Linked DNA regions of Anser cygnoides: all the other regions are linked to region 1. A link is a contact called in public Hi-C data. All regions are on one chromosome and are shown on one strand. The core of a region is the stretch at or near the end of the contact, and the rest is flanking DNA. Distances in the headings are between cores, read along the strand shown.

Evidence for each region. A called contact is a pair of places that touch in the nucleus more often than the background predicts.
Region 2: a contact with region 1 is called in a Hi-C map of liver, with 2.4 times the contacts expected there. The contact joins two enhancer-like sites. A contact is called at or near these places in 2 of 7 Hi-C or Micro-C datasets (both in liver).
Region 3: a Hi-C map of liver shows a contact between it and region 1, with 2.5 times the contacts expected there. The contact joins the promoter of LOC106044877 here to the enhancer-like site in region 1. A contact is called at or near these places in 2 of 7 Hi-C or Micro-C datasets (both in liver).
Region 4: a contact with region 1 is called in a Hi-C map of liver, with 2.5 times the contacts expected there. The contact joins two enhancer-like sites. A contact is called at or near these places in 2 of 7 Hi-C or Micro-C datasets (both in liver).

What each region holds. Positions count from the first base shown.
Region 1 is chr5:20,443,807-20,446,657 of Taihu_goose_T2T_genome, forward strand. All of the region lies in intron 1 of PNPLA2 (patatin like phospholipase domain containing 2), which reads right to left. Among named protein-coding and RNA genes, the nearest start is that of PNPLA2, 8.5 kb to the right of the region's middle. Within about 2 kb of position 1,540, at least 2 of the 3 cell types and tissues checked have open chromatin away from gene starts, as enhancers often do. A contact at or near this core is called in liver, where this site is marked.
Region 2 is chr5:20,982,663-20,985,976 of Taihu_goose_T2T_genome, forward strand. All of the region lies in intron 1 of LOC125182190 (a long non-coding RNA gene), which reads left to right. Among named protein-coding and RNA genes, the nearest start is that of EGLN3, 19 kb to the right of the region's middle. Within about 2 kb of position 1,924, at least 2 of the 3 cell types and tissues checked have open chromatin away from gene starts, as enhancers often do. A contact at or near this core is called in liver, where this site is marked.
Region 3 is chr5:19,444,722-19,447,645 of Taihu_goose_T2T_genome, forward strand. It overlaps LOC106044877 (carnitine O-palmitoyltransferase 1, liver isoform), which reads left to right and starts at 1,542. Exons shown (of 24, transcript XM_048058718.2): 1 at 1,542-1,699.
Region 4 is chr5:20,962,391-20,965,331 of Taihu_goose_T2T_genome, forward strand. The region is part of intron 1 of LOC125182190 (a long non-coding RNA gene); the gene reads left to right. Among named protein-coding and RNA genes, the nearest start is that of EGLN3, 39 kb to the right of the region's middle. Within about 2 kb of position 1,266, at least 2 of the 3 cell types and tissues checked have open chromatin away from gene starts, as enhancers often do. A contact at or near this core is called in liver, where this site is marked.

The DNA.
Region 1 (2,851 bases), core at 290-2,789:
AGCCAAGCAGGACAGGGGGACATGGGAGAACTGGGGACAAAATAAGAGTTATTGATAATTAGCAATTGGATTTTTTGAATTTTTTTTTGTTGTTTGTTTGTTTGTTTTAAATGTGTGCATATAAACAGATTGTGCAAAAGCAGCTTCTCAGGTATTTCAGTTTGAGGGCACCTCTGATCTTGTTGGACTTGTTGGCTCGCTTGCACCGAAACCGAGTACAGAGGAGCTCCGTGGGACGAGGAAGGCACAGGGCGATCTGCAGCGCCACCGGCTTTCCTGGAAATAAGGCCAGCTGAGGGTTCAGCCAGAGGAGTCAGGTTTACGCAGCTAGATCCATGACAGATGGCAAGCCCTCCTGGAAATAAGTTCGGGAGGAGAAAGGAGAGGTGAGAGAGCGAACAGAATTTGAGCTGGTTTTTCCTGGAATAGCTTTTCTGGTAGTGATGGGACTTAAAGGAGTCTGCCAGAGGGAGCAGCTGAATGAGAGAGGTGGTAGAGAGAAAAATCCTGCAGGAGTCAGCCACAAACTGTCTGCCCCTGCCGGGGTAATCCTGTGCCAACTCCAGTCCACAGAAAAGTTTGTTTTTTGATGGATCTGATGATTCAGAGCACAGGGTCACGGGGAAAACCACAACGTTTATTTTCCTCTCTTGGGGTACATCACAAGGAGTACTGCCAACCTCCCACAGCTGGTATCAGCTCTTTTCCCCCACCAAATGCTTCTCCCCATACAGACTTAACTAAACCATTATCCCTCTAAACAAACACAACCTGTATCAATGAGAAATATTTCACGTGGCACGGGGGAGGCCACCTGGGCCACCTCTGGCCTGGGATCCCTCTGCAGCAGCCACAAGGGGCAGTGGATGGCTGCCCAGGGGAAGAGCCCTGTATGCAGCTGCAGGATCCCAGTTCATTTTTAAGCTACGCCAAGCCAGCTTTACATGAGTGTATCGTCCTGGTGAGACTGGTTTCCTTAAAGAATTAGCTCTTGCGCCCATCGGTCGTGCCCAACACACCTGCTGGGGCAGGACAGGCAGCCCCGGGCCTCTCCTGACCTCTGTGTTTCGCACCAAGGGCACCTCAGCGCTCGCCTGTTGCCCACCCTGGTAACCATCCCGCAGCCAGCAGGACGGCTGACCCATGAAGTATTTCAAGTGGAAAAAAAGAGCTTAAGACAGGCACAAAAATAGGAGCAGCGCAGGCCGAAGAGGGAGGGGGCACGCTGCGCATTCCAGCCGGCAGCTCCCGTGACTGCGGCTCCCGTGACACCACAGCTCCCCCTGGAAGAGCTCCACATCGGCACAAAGATCACCCCCTGCGCCAGGGACATTCCCGCTCCCTGGGTGGTAAACAGGGCGCGGGCTCCAGAAAAGGCACCCAGATGGGGAGGGGGGACAGGGGACAGCGGCAGGATGGATGCAGGGACAGCTCTGAAAGGCAGACAACCAGCAGAAAGAAGCGCAGGTGCTTTTGACACCCCTCCAGCACCACCTGCTCAGAGCGAGGTTCGTGGGGTAGATGCTCCCTGCAAGAGCCCCCAGCTGGGATCTTTGCATTTTGCTCCCAGAGCTGAGCATCAGTGGAGCTCTCGTGTTTCCCGTCAGTAGGTCCCTGTTCAGACCCAAATTCGGGAATCAGAAGGAATTTACCGGTGTTACCTCCCTCAAGGCAGTCTGGCTGCCTGTCTGCTGCTGCTTCAGCTGGAGCGGTGCCGTGGAGGAGCGAAAAGCCAGCCCCTCGTGACGAGCACAGGTTTCAGGAGAGCTGCCCCACGTCCCTCCCGAGCACAGACCCCCAGGCTGCTCCAGCTCAGCACGCACAGCTCCTGCGCCTGCCTCCGCACTGAGAGCAAGCGACGCAAGCGCTTTTCCTGCCCAGCCTCTCCCCGGAGAGGGTACAGCCCAGTCCCGCCACCAGCCTAAAAACATTGAGCTGTAAACAAGGGACATCGAAAGAAAAGTCTGCAGGCTGACAGCTAGAAAATAATTAACCCAGAGCGCTTTATTGGACATTTCCTCAGCACCCATTCACTCGCCAGAAGGGCCAACAGCAGATAGCAGCGTGCAGGTGATCCAGGGACGCCTCCAGGCCTTGGGGGCGCCGACCTCAGCCCAGGAAAGATCCCCACCGCCCGGCTGGGCTCCTGCTCCTCCTCCCGTGCTCATGCTGAAGCAGCCTGGTTTCCACCCCTTGCCCCAAGGGAACAGGAACCTGACCCGGGGCGTCCTCATCCCATCAGCGAGGCTGGAGGGATGTCAAAGGGGGCCCGAGGGATAGATTAATGCCAGCAGGAAATGAAGCGAGAACAACGACTTGTGGTCTGCCCCGTAAAACGCCTCCAGGTGATGTGTGATCCAAAGCTACTGACGGATCCTCCATTTCAGTGTGAAATCCTAAAACCGTGGGGGGGAGGAATCTCTGCCTTACATGGCCGAATTTGTATAAATGCCACTATTTAACACACACAAAAACCCTTCTTAAATGCTTGGGGCTGGGAGAAGGCAGGCAGCACCAGAACCCCCAGTGGCACTGGTCCTTTTCCCATCTGTGCACATCGCCCTGTAAGCTGGTAACACTGAGAAACACGTACCAGAACAGGTTGTTCTTTGGGACTTCCCTCATTTTTGTTGTGAGGAGCATTTATATGATTTATAAGTTTCCACTCATTCCTTCTCTCCTACTATTTTGTCATCAGAGAACAAGGAGCAGCTCGGCTGCCTCAGCTCCAGATGACAGCCAGGAAGGAAGCTGTTTCTTTTTTTGATGCAGAGGTAGCAAAAAAAAAAATCGGAGTAACTCCTCAGGCCCCTTTCAGGCTGGCAAATAACCCCTCTTCTCACCTCACAGG
Region 2 (3,314 bases), core at 674-3,173, 540 kb after region 1:
ATAGCTGCAGAATAAGGAGGAACAGCATTAATTAAGACTTCAACAGTTCTGTTCCCAACCCAACTGTTAAAAATATGTCCGGAAAGTTCCAATGTCTTTTGGTTTTAGCCTTTTCTGGAAGCCATGCTACATGTGCTTAGCTGGGCAGATAGTTCCTCGGTGTTTCCATCTTCCTGGGCTGAAACTTCGAAATCCATGATGTGGCCAGATTCCCTGGTTGCTTTTACTTTGGCAATATGCATTTGTTACAGATGGTTTACCTAGCTGTTTTAGGAAGTCTTTTTAGGATTGTTATACATAACTCCTTTGGGTCCTTAAAATCTAAGGAGAGTTTTTAGTTTCAGCTAAACTTTTCTAAATTGTCTAAAACCACCATCCTTAGAAACAATCCCAATGACATGAATTGATCTCCTCTGAGTAATGGAGGCTTTAGCTTGTTCTTGTGCAAGTTGTATGTTAGATTCTCATTAGCAGAAACACACAATAATCGGTACTTCCATTCCTCAGTAGGCCTCCTGTGCTTTACTGTGTTTCGATCCATAAAGTTAATTCACTCCACTTAATTTCTTTTGCCAAAAAATGTCTTCTTCAATCAGCTGTGTTACACCATGAGTTACCTATCAGCTCTACAATAAATGTGTACTTAAGGGTCATGATCTGCCTCTAGGAACGGTGCAATGACTCTTATGCTTATGACCTTCCCTTGTGAAAGTAGTCACATTAATGTAAATGGGAATGTTGCCTGAAGAGGAGCTGAAAAAACTGAGTGAAGGGTCAGGATCTGGCTGGTGTGATGATTCATATGCATTGGGTCCTACATATACATCCATTCCAGCTGTACCACTGGAATTTAGGACATCGTCTCAATCACTTTCTAATGGTGAAGAGTGCAAGACATGCTCCTCTGCATGTCCTTGTACTAACAGGCAGTTAGATATATGCCTGCCATCTGTGAATATGCCTGGAAATATTTTTTAGTATGACACTACTAAAGTGTCATACTAAAGATTTTGTCATAAGTCTCAGCTAATAATTAAAGAGTCATTATAGTTATCTCAGGTTCTACGAGAACCACAGTATTCTGCATAGAAAAATGTTTCAGTTTAGTGTTGGGGTACTGAGAGTCATCTGTTTCCAGTACATCATCAAGAACATTTTCTTTCAGCCTACTATGCTGCGCTACCCTGGGATTTATAATAAGGCATATCAAGGGGCACCGTCCTGAGGCAGTAATGGACTACAGTTTCTAATTTTTGCCTGGGACTTACATCAGGAAATTAGTATCTCAGTGGCTGAATATCTCTAAGTTTATTTTTGTGTAATGTAAATTGTATCCTACTTCTGATTCTTAACCCCACCATTGTTATGAGGCATGTTTTATAGAGAGGAAGGTCATACAAGTTCTGACAAAGCAGCTACGATGCTTTGCTTTATTTGCAGGCATTAGGGTTAGTGTGGTTTATTTTCTTCTTATGATGCAGTGGGATGAAGCTTATCATTTCTAATGGGTTGAAAGGTCTTGTGTATTTAGAGCACTTGGAATATGTCATTGCACGTCAGATCTGTGCCCTTTCTGGTTATTTTAAATCTGTTCCAAACCATCAGGTTCCTCTTCTTGGGATTACCCTAGTTAGGGTTTACTGTTGATTATATTGTGTAAACACATTGCACCAGATAACTCCCATTCAGAGAGGGGGAAAAAAAAACTCTCGAAGGTTTTAAATTGTAGAATTTGTTAATGCTGTTTTGTCAGAAAAAGCACAAAGACAAAAGGTTTCTGGGGCAATGAGCTGGGGTTATTACTGAGATCCAGTGCAGCAGCTGATAGGGCAATATGCTCATTGGCTGGTGTTCCCCTTCTGAAGAGAAGCTGGGAATATTTTTCTAACTCATCCATTATTGTGAAGGGAGGCACCGTTTTGAGGATGAAATCCAAAACTTGATAGCAAAATTCCTGCTCAGTGAAATATTTTTTTCTCCCATGCATATTTTGCTGTAGATAACTTCTGTATAGTTACACACAAGTTCCTGCAAAAGATACGTGCCTTTCCATGGAAACTTTAAAGATACAGGACAGTATGAAGATGAATGCTGCAGGAAAAACAACGAAGTCCCACATATGAATAAGTAATGTATTCCTAGAACACAGACCACCAACTTTGAGATCACTTCATTATCCAAGCCACATTCTCCCAGTGGAATTCCTGCTGAGCAAAAGGATTTTCAAGGAAAGCTCTTTGCAGCCTCAACAAACTTCATCATTTTAGAAATGACACTTGTGTCTGAGTGCTTTCCAAATGAAAGGAAACAGAAAAAAAAAGTCTCAAGACGTTTTGCTTACCTGGTGCATTATAGTTAATTTTGCCCTTTTTCCTGCATTTTAGTTGGGCAATCAGTTTCTTGGGAAGTTTTGTGGGTTTTACAAAATGTGAAATCATGTGTTGCTATTTATAACTGCCCTGGGTTGTGAAAGCAGATGATTTATCACAGAGCACAGAGGCTGATGTAAACTGTTTGCAGACAATAGTGTTGGGTAGAGGGATAGTGGAAATGTCCTTTCTACTGCAACGTGTAGATTTTCAGACCTGCAGAAGATGCAGAGTGTTGTGAAAGGACACAGCAAAAGCATGAAATGAAAAGAGCTGTGTGTGTAATGGACGCTATGAGTCACATCACCTGTTAGCAGTTACAGCACCTGTAAGTAGATCAGATCTTGAAGCTGAGGTAAATGGCCACCAGTGGATATTGTGTGGGCATCGGTCAGGTGTCAACAGCTAGGGAGAACTCAGATCTGCTTAGCTGTGGTTTAGCTGTTTGGCTCTGCCCTGCAGCAGGGGGAGGCAATGGGTGACCTCCTGAGGTCCTTTCCTGCTCTTATTACTCTAATTCCAAAAGCTAAATGTAAATAGCCCGTGTTAAACCAAAAAAGCCATCAGGTGAAAGATGATGGCTCAGACAAAACCACTCGTAGCTCAAATGCTTGCTTTTGTTAGTGTAACCACAACAAAGCTGAAATAAAATCAATGGTGCATAGAAACATTTATGAAGGAAAACCTCAGTCTCACAATTATTTCTTGTATTAGTGAAAGATAATGGAATAAATGTGGAAATGGATGTACTTACATGGGAGAGAGAAAATAAAAAGATACTTAAGTGAAATACTGCCATTTTGTCAGTTTGGCTAATTGCCATACCAGTATGAACACGGACTATAAAAGCAGCACTGGCAATTCCTTCATTGCTTGGGTGCTTGAGCTCTATGAAGTAAGTATGTCATGGCGTAGTTATTACCTATTACTGCTTATGTATCATTG
Region 3 (2,924 bases), core at 292-2,791, 1.0 Mb before region 1:
TCTAGGTGTTCTCTAATTCATGAGAAGAAAATAAACAACACCTGTTCCCAGCTGACTGATTCCTTCCTGATTACCGTGTAGATGAACATGTTGGCTGGGGACAAAGATATGAGGAAACTCCTGGTAGAATGAGAGAAAGCAGATTTACGTATGTGTAAACGTGTGTTTTTTGCTTGTTTAATATTTCAAAGGTAAAAAGCACCTGGACGAAAAAACAATCATCAACAAAAAACATCAAGGCATTTTAGGTTGTCTTTGTGCATAATGATAAATATGCAGATGATTTTTTATTTTTAATCTTCTTGTAGAACACATACACCAAAGAGACAAAAGTTATTAATTACCTTCTTCTAACTCTTCAAGTTACATTATATATTTTTTAGCCATACCTGTTATGGCTAAATACATGTAAACATGGATGCTGCTGAACTTTGGGGCATAGTTGGGTTTGTGGTGATTTACTTATTTTTTATTTTTTTTCCCCTCCTCTTGCTAATACTAGTAGATCTAAATCTCCTCTCCTTGTTTTCTTCTGGGATTTATGCTTCTTCTTGGGGTAGTAACATCTTAAAATCACATCATTAGGCATGGAACACTGGAGGTAAAAATTCTGACCAGTAGTGTTTCGTTTTATTGACGTTGCATGATCTTAAGGATATGGGAGAGGCTCAGTGTGCAGTGTCCACGCTTCTGGATTTCATCATATGTTTGTGTGCTTTGGAGCCTTCAGGCACATCCTGGAAATTCCAGCTGGCAGGACTGTGGGGTTGGGTGGATCTGCCCACAAGGGAAAGAATATAAATCCCAAATTGTCCTAGTTCAGAACCTTCGTGTTGACACCACTGTAGTCTGACGTCATTTCAGAAAGGACAGAGCAGGCTTCCTGCACCTGTCATACTGAAATCAAACAGAGCATCTGAGATATTCAAGCTCTGACCTCTTGAAACCCAAAAGCGACTAGCCCATTGCAAGCATAAAATTCAATCATTTCAACTTTTGCATGCCATTCTGCACCGTGACTGACACTTTCATTTAGATTACTTCCATGATTTTGCATTTTCGGAAGACTGCAATTACTTTTGGGAAGCACTGAGCATACCTCCTTCAGCCCCCTGCATTTGGTGCGCCCTCGCAGGGAGCCCATCTTGGCACCACAGACAGGTCCCCCATGTGCTATGTTACCCCAATTTACACCCGTATCCCAACAACTCTACACCCCCACTGCCTCTCCTCACAATCCCTGGGGTTTTATCGCCCGGACACGGCCGCCTCCATGCCCCAGGAGCCCTGTGAGCCCCCTGACACCGCTCCCCACAACCCCAACCCACCCCAGCCCCAAGACCACCACCCCCCCATTCCCCCCCCCCCCCAGGCCGCCATAACACCTCCCTTCACATCCCGCCCCCCGGGCGCTGCCCGCCAATCACACCCCAGCACCCCCCACCGCCGGCCTATCAGCTCCCGCCGCCCTTCCCGCCCCTCCGCCCTGCCGGCGAATCCCCGCCCCCTTCTCCACAGGCAGCCAATGGCGGGGCGGGCGGCAAGCGCGGCTCCGGCGGGGCGTGTGAGGGGAGCGGCCGCCGCCCTCCCTCGCTCCCTCCCTCCCTCGCCGCTTCCCCGCTTCGCCGCCGGTCTCCTGCGCTCGGCCGGCTCCGGGCCGCCCCTTGTGCAGCCGCTGAGCGGCGGCGGCCCTCAGCAGGTGGGTGGCGGCCGGCTGGGCCGGGGGAGCCTCTCGAAGCGGGGCTGAGCCGCCGGCGTGCCCTCTGAGGTGTTCCCGGTGTGGGTAGCGGGAGGCGGCTGAGGGGCGGTGGGGACGGGGTTGTGGTGAGGGGGACACCGCGGCCCCGTGGGGAGCCGGGGCTGGTCCCCCCTGTTTTGGGCTCCAGAGCCTCCCCCCCAGGCTTTTTATCCCCGGTGGGGTTGCGCGGTGCCAAGTTCTGTGCGCCACCGGGCTGTGCGCTAACCCGGCTGAAAGCTGTGAAACTTACACAGAAATACCGTAGTCACCGTAAAAAGTGCTTTTGAGGTGTAATTCCGCGCGCGTTTTGCTCACGGGGCCCGGGTTTGCCGGGTGGGCGTGCTGAATAGGCTCGTTGCGGAAGGGAGAGGTCAGGTCTAGCAGCAGCTTTTGGTCTCCGTTTGCTCGCCACGTTTTTACGCACCGCGAATGTTTTGTGCCGTGTCTTCAGTTTTCAATGGAAAAATCAGCATTAAGTGTGACTTTGGTTATTTATACTGGCTGTGGTACTGGTGGTGGGGCTGCAGCGTCGGGTGCCTTTTTTGGGGAAGGAAAAAGCGCAAAGTAGGATGGAGAGAAGCGGCCCGTTGCTCCTCTCACCTGGCAATTTATCAGCACTTGAAGGACGATCGTGTTGAAACTCTGCAGTGTAGAGGAAATTACTGTACAGGGGACTACTCATTTCCTTATCACGTGTGTAGGAGTGCAGCAGTGAGACTGGGAAAGATGTTTTGTGCTGGGTTTCTCAATTATATTTTCCTGTCTGCCCTCTTCAGTTTCTGGATCTATGCGCTCGTCTAACGTGGTCGTGTGTCCTCTGTCCAATGTGAATTGTACAGTAAGCACCGGGAATGTGTTCTTGATTCGTCAATACAACTAATCATTACCGAATTGTAATATTGCAGGTGATGTTGTAGGTGAGTGACGCGGCTCTCCGTTGATGCAGAAGTGTAACTACCTGCTCACACAGAAATAAGGCTCTGACAGAGCCGTGACCTGCTGCAAGAAGCAGCTGCGCTGGGAGCTCGGGGTCGTTTTGGGGTGTTACAGCCTCCTTCAGAGCATCCTCCTGCAAGAAAACGCTACTCCTACGTTAAAAAAAAAAAAAACCGTGACATCCAACAGCTGAGGCGTGTGAGCTCTGAGCAAACCCGAACGTGCCCCGAGCTGAGGGCGCTGCTGCTGC
Region 4 (2,941 bases), core at 16-2,515, 520 kb after region 1:
GGGCTAAATCTAGAGCCCCAGAAGTGCTTAAATTTATGAGGTTCTGATTAATTCTTGATACATTTTCTGTGGAGGGAATAGATTTTGCAAGCTTTCAGAGCTTAAATTGTGAAATAAACCAAATGGTTTGTTCTTTCTGGCCAGAAATGGGAACAACTAAGACTGAGGGGAATAAGGGGGCCAGGTCTCTCTTATCTTAAGGGATGTTCCTGATTTCATTCAATGCTGTATGAATCAATCAATCAAATCTTTGTAGAACAACTCTAAGTGATGTAACTATTGATTGAAATTTTTTCACTGTAGAATTCAGCCTGAAGAAAAGTAGTCTTAATATGAACTATGACAAAACTTTAAGGTATGCATGGAGCTGCGTGCCTTAAGTAAGAATCACATCTCTGACTTCACAGTAGGAATTTAGCTTGTTAAACATGATGTTACCTCAGGCTTCTGCTTCTTGCACCTTTACCTAGGTAAGGAAATGGCATGCATGGAAGAACGTTTCTAAAAACATGAATTAACAGTTACGTAGCCTGTTCTGTGTGTTCCTGAACAATTTCACTAGCTCTGTAGAGTAGACAGTATCCCAGATCGTGTGAACACCTCCTCACACCAGTACTGGACAACTGCTGTGCCTTTCGATTTTGTTACAGTTGCACTTTGCCACAGTAGAAGTAGGACAGAGCTGCTACAAACTCAGTCCATTTCTCAACACCTTTTGACACTTTAAAATATGTTTTCATCAGTCCTTTAATCAAAAGCTGTTTCTGATGAAAAAAAAATAATAAAAAATCCAGTTTAGACTTTTTTCCACCAGTCCTCCTTGTAGTGGCTGCCTTCCAGAGCTTCCAACCATGGTACTGAAGTTCAGATTATAGTCCCAATGGATGTTATAACAATTGACGCCATTACAAATGGTACCTTAAGAAACAGCCCTTTTTTCCCCATTAGTTCTTGATGAACAAACTAGTGGTGACGTTGTGAAACCTACCTTCAACCTTTACACTCAGCACTGCCACCAGCCCCTCCATGTGCTTTGGCAGCAGCTTCAATGGGATCTCGACTCAAATGGAGGAGAATTGAGCGGTATGTGATGCAATGAGAACATGTTAGTGCTCAGGCAGTGAGGCTGTTCACCTTGTCCCAATTCAGCTGCAGAGCCAAGTATTCTATAACATCATAAAACAAACAGCTGAAACTGTTGGTCACAAAGATAAATATTTGCTACGTTACAGAATCTTATCAGAGGGAATGTGTTCTTGCTGTTTGTTGGTGGGACTTTCCAGGAACTGGAGATACATAGGGTCAGAAATCCCTGTCAGCCTCAGAGGAGCTGAGTTTCAACCCTCAGTGTCTGCTATTTGAAACAACAGCTTGTTCTTTTTGCCTCTCTCTTTCTCTTTCTCTTTTTCTTTCTTTCCTTCTTTCTCTTTCACTTACAAAACTGTTCTGTTTCACTTCTCTATCAATTATAAGATGTGGACAAGGCACATAATTTTCATTTCTGTCCATGCCTAATGGACCTGAGAGCAGGTTTTGGCAACACTTTTTAAAAATGCATGATGCCTCGTGTCTCTGGACACAAGTAGCCATCCCGGCTCTGTCAAAACTTAGATCCTCTTCACAACGTGCTTCCCAAGAAGACTGGATTATTTATATGGGAATATATATAATTCAGCTGCTTTTCTAGCTGAAGCACACCACAATCATCAGATGATTAGTTAGGTCTGGTCCCATAATAAATTTCATTTCATGGAGTCTTTCTGAAGTCTGTGTGACTCTGCACAGGTGAATAGCTGTGTCATACCATATTTTATTGAAGGACTACAATCTAATCAGGTCGCTAGGACATACCTCATGAGTCTATTGTGCCAGTGAGAGCTTCCAGATAATACGATAGTGTCATATTGTGTTTAGATATCTGAGTATATGATCAATCAGTATCTTGTGGCACAGTTCTGTAAGTAGGTTTTCTACCTCTAAACCATTTCTGTTTCAGCCTACCCCTGGCATTGAGTTAATTTTTCCTTAATAACTGATGTTTTCATATTTTATTTCGGGGTGCTCTAAACACAGATCCCAAGAATAAGTCTGATAGAAATGCCTTGTTTTAGGCATTTTCTATAAAAAGTAGGGAAATAATTTTCTCTTTTAATTTTTAAACAAGTACATCTTTCCCTTTATATTTAGCTATTGCAAATTAAGTTCTTTGTGATTTTAGTGTGAATGTGCATGTCTCCTAAGTATTTAACACATGTCAGTTCATGGCTACTTGGTCATTGGATGTCCTAGAATCAGCCTATCATCTGTGCCCCTATCTTTGATCAGTTCCCAGTTGGAGGAACTTTCAGAAATCTCTTTGTACCTCACATTAGGGGTTAATCTCCTGTGGTGGGTATGGTTCCAATACTGTTCCTACCTGGTTTCTGCTCCAGTGAATGCTGACCAGTCTGTATTTGGAGAAAATATTAAGGTGGGAAGGAGTTAGCCTCACTTCATAATTATTTGATCTTTTCTGGAGTGCTTTGCTAATATTGTATGGAAGAAAGTGCTGGAATGCTACCAATGGTCTAAAAAGCTGTGTTGGTGCAGGTTTTAGTACATTGTTCTGACTCCAAAGTAGCCCTTTTACCTTAATGTTGTCACCTGGGCACTGCTCAGAATCCATACCCTGTTATGGGATGTTCTTACTGGAGATAAGCAGAGACATCCCAAAAGCCTGGTCTATGCTCCCTGCAGGAGTGAAGCAGGAGTAGGTTGTTTTTGTAATTACAAGGCTGCCTGTCCCCCAGGGTCCTCCATGATCTGGAACTTCCCATGATCTCCCTTACAAATGCAGTCTCCAACCCCAAGAAGGTGATGATTATCAGGGTTTTGAAGTTACAGTTATTCACCTTGAGGACAACGTTTTAATCTTGCAGCTCGCTGTCACATTCATAGGCCT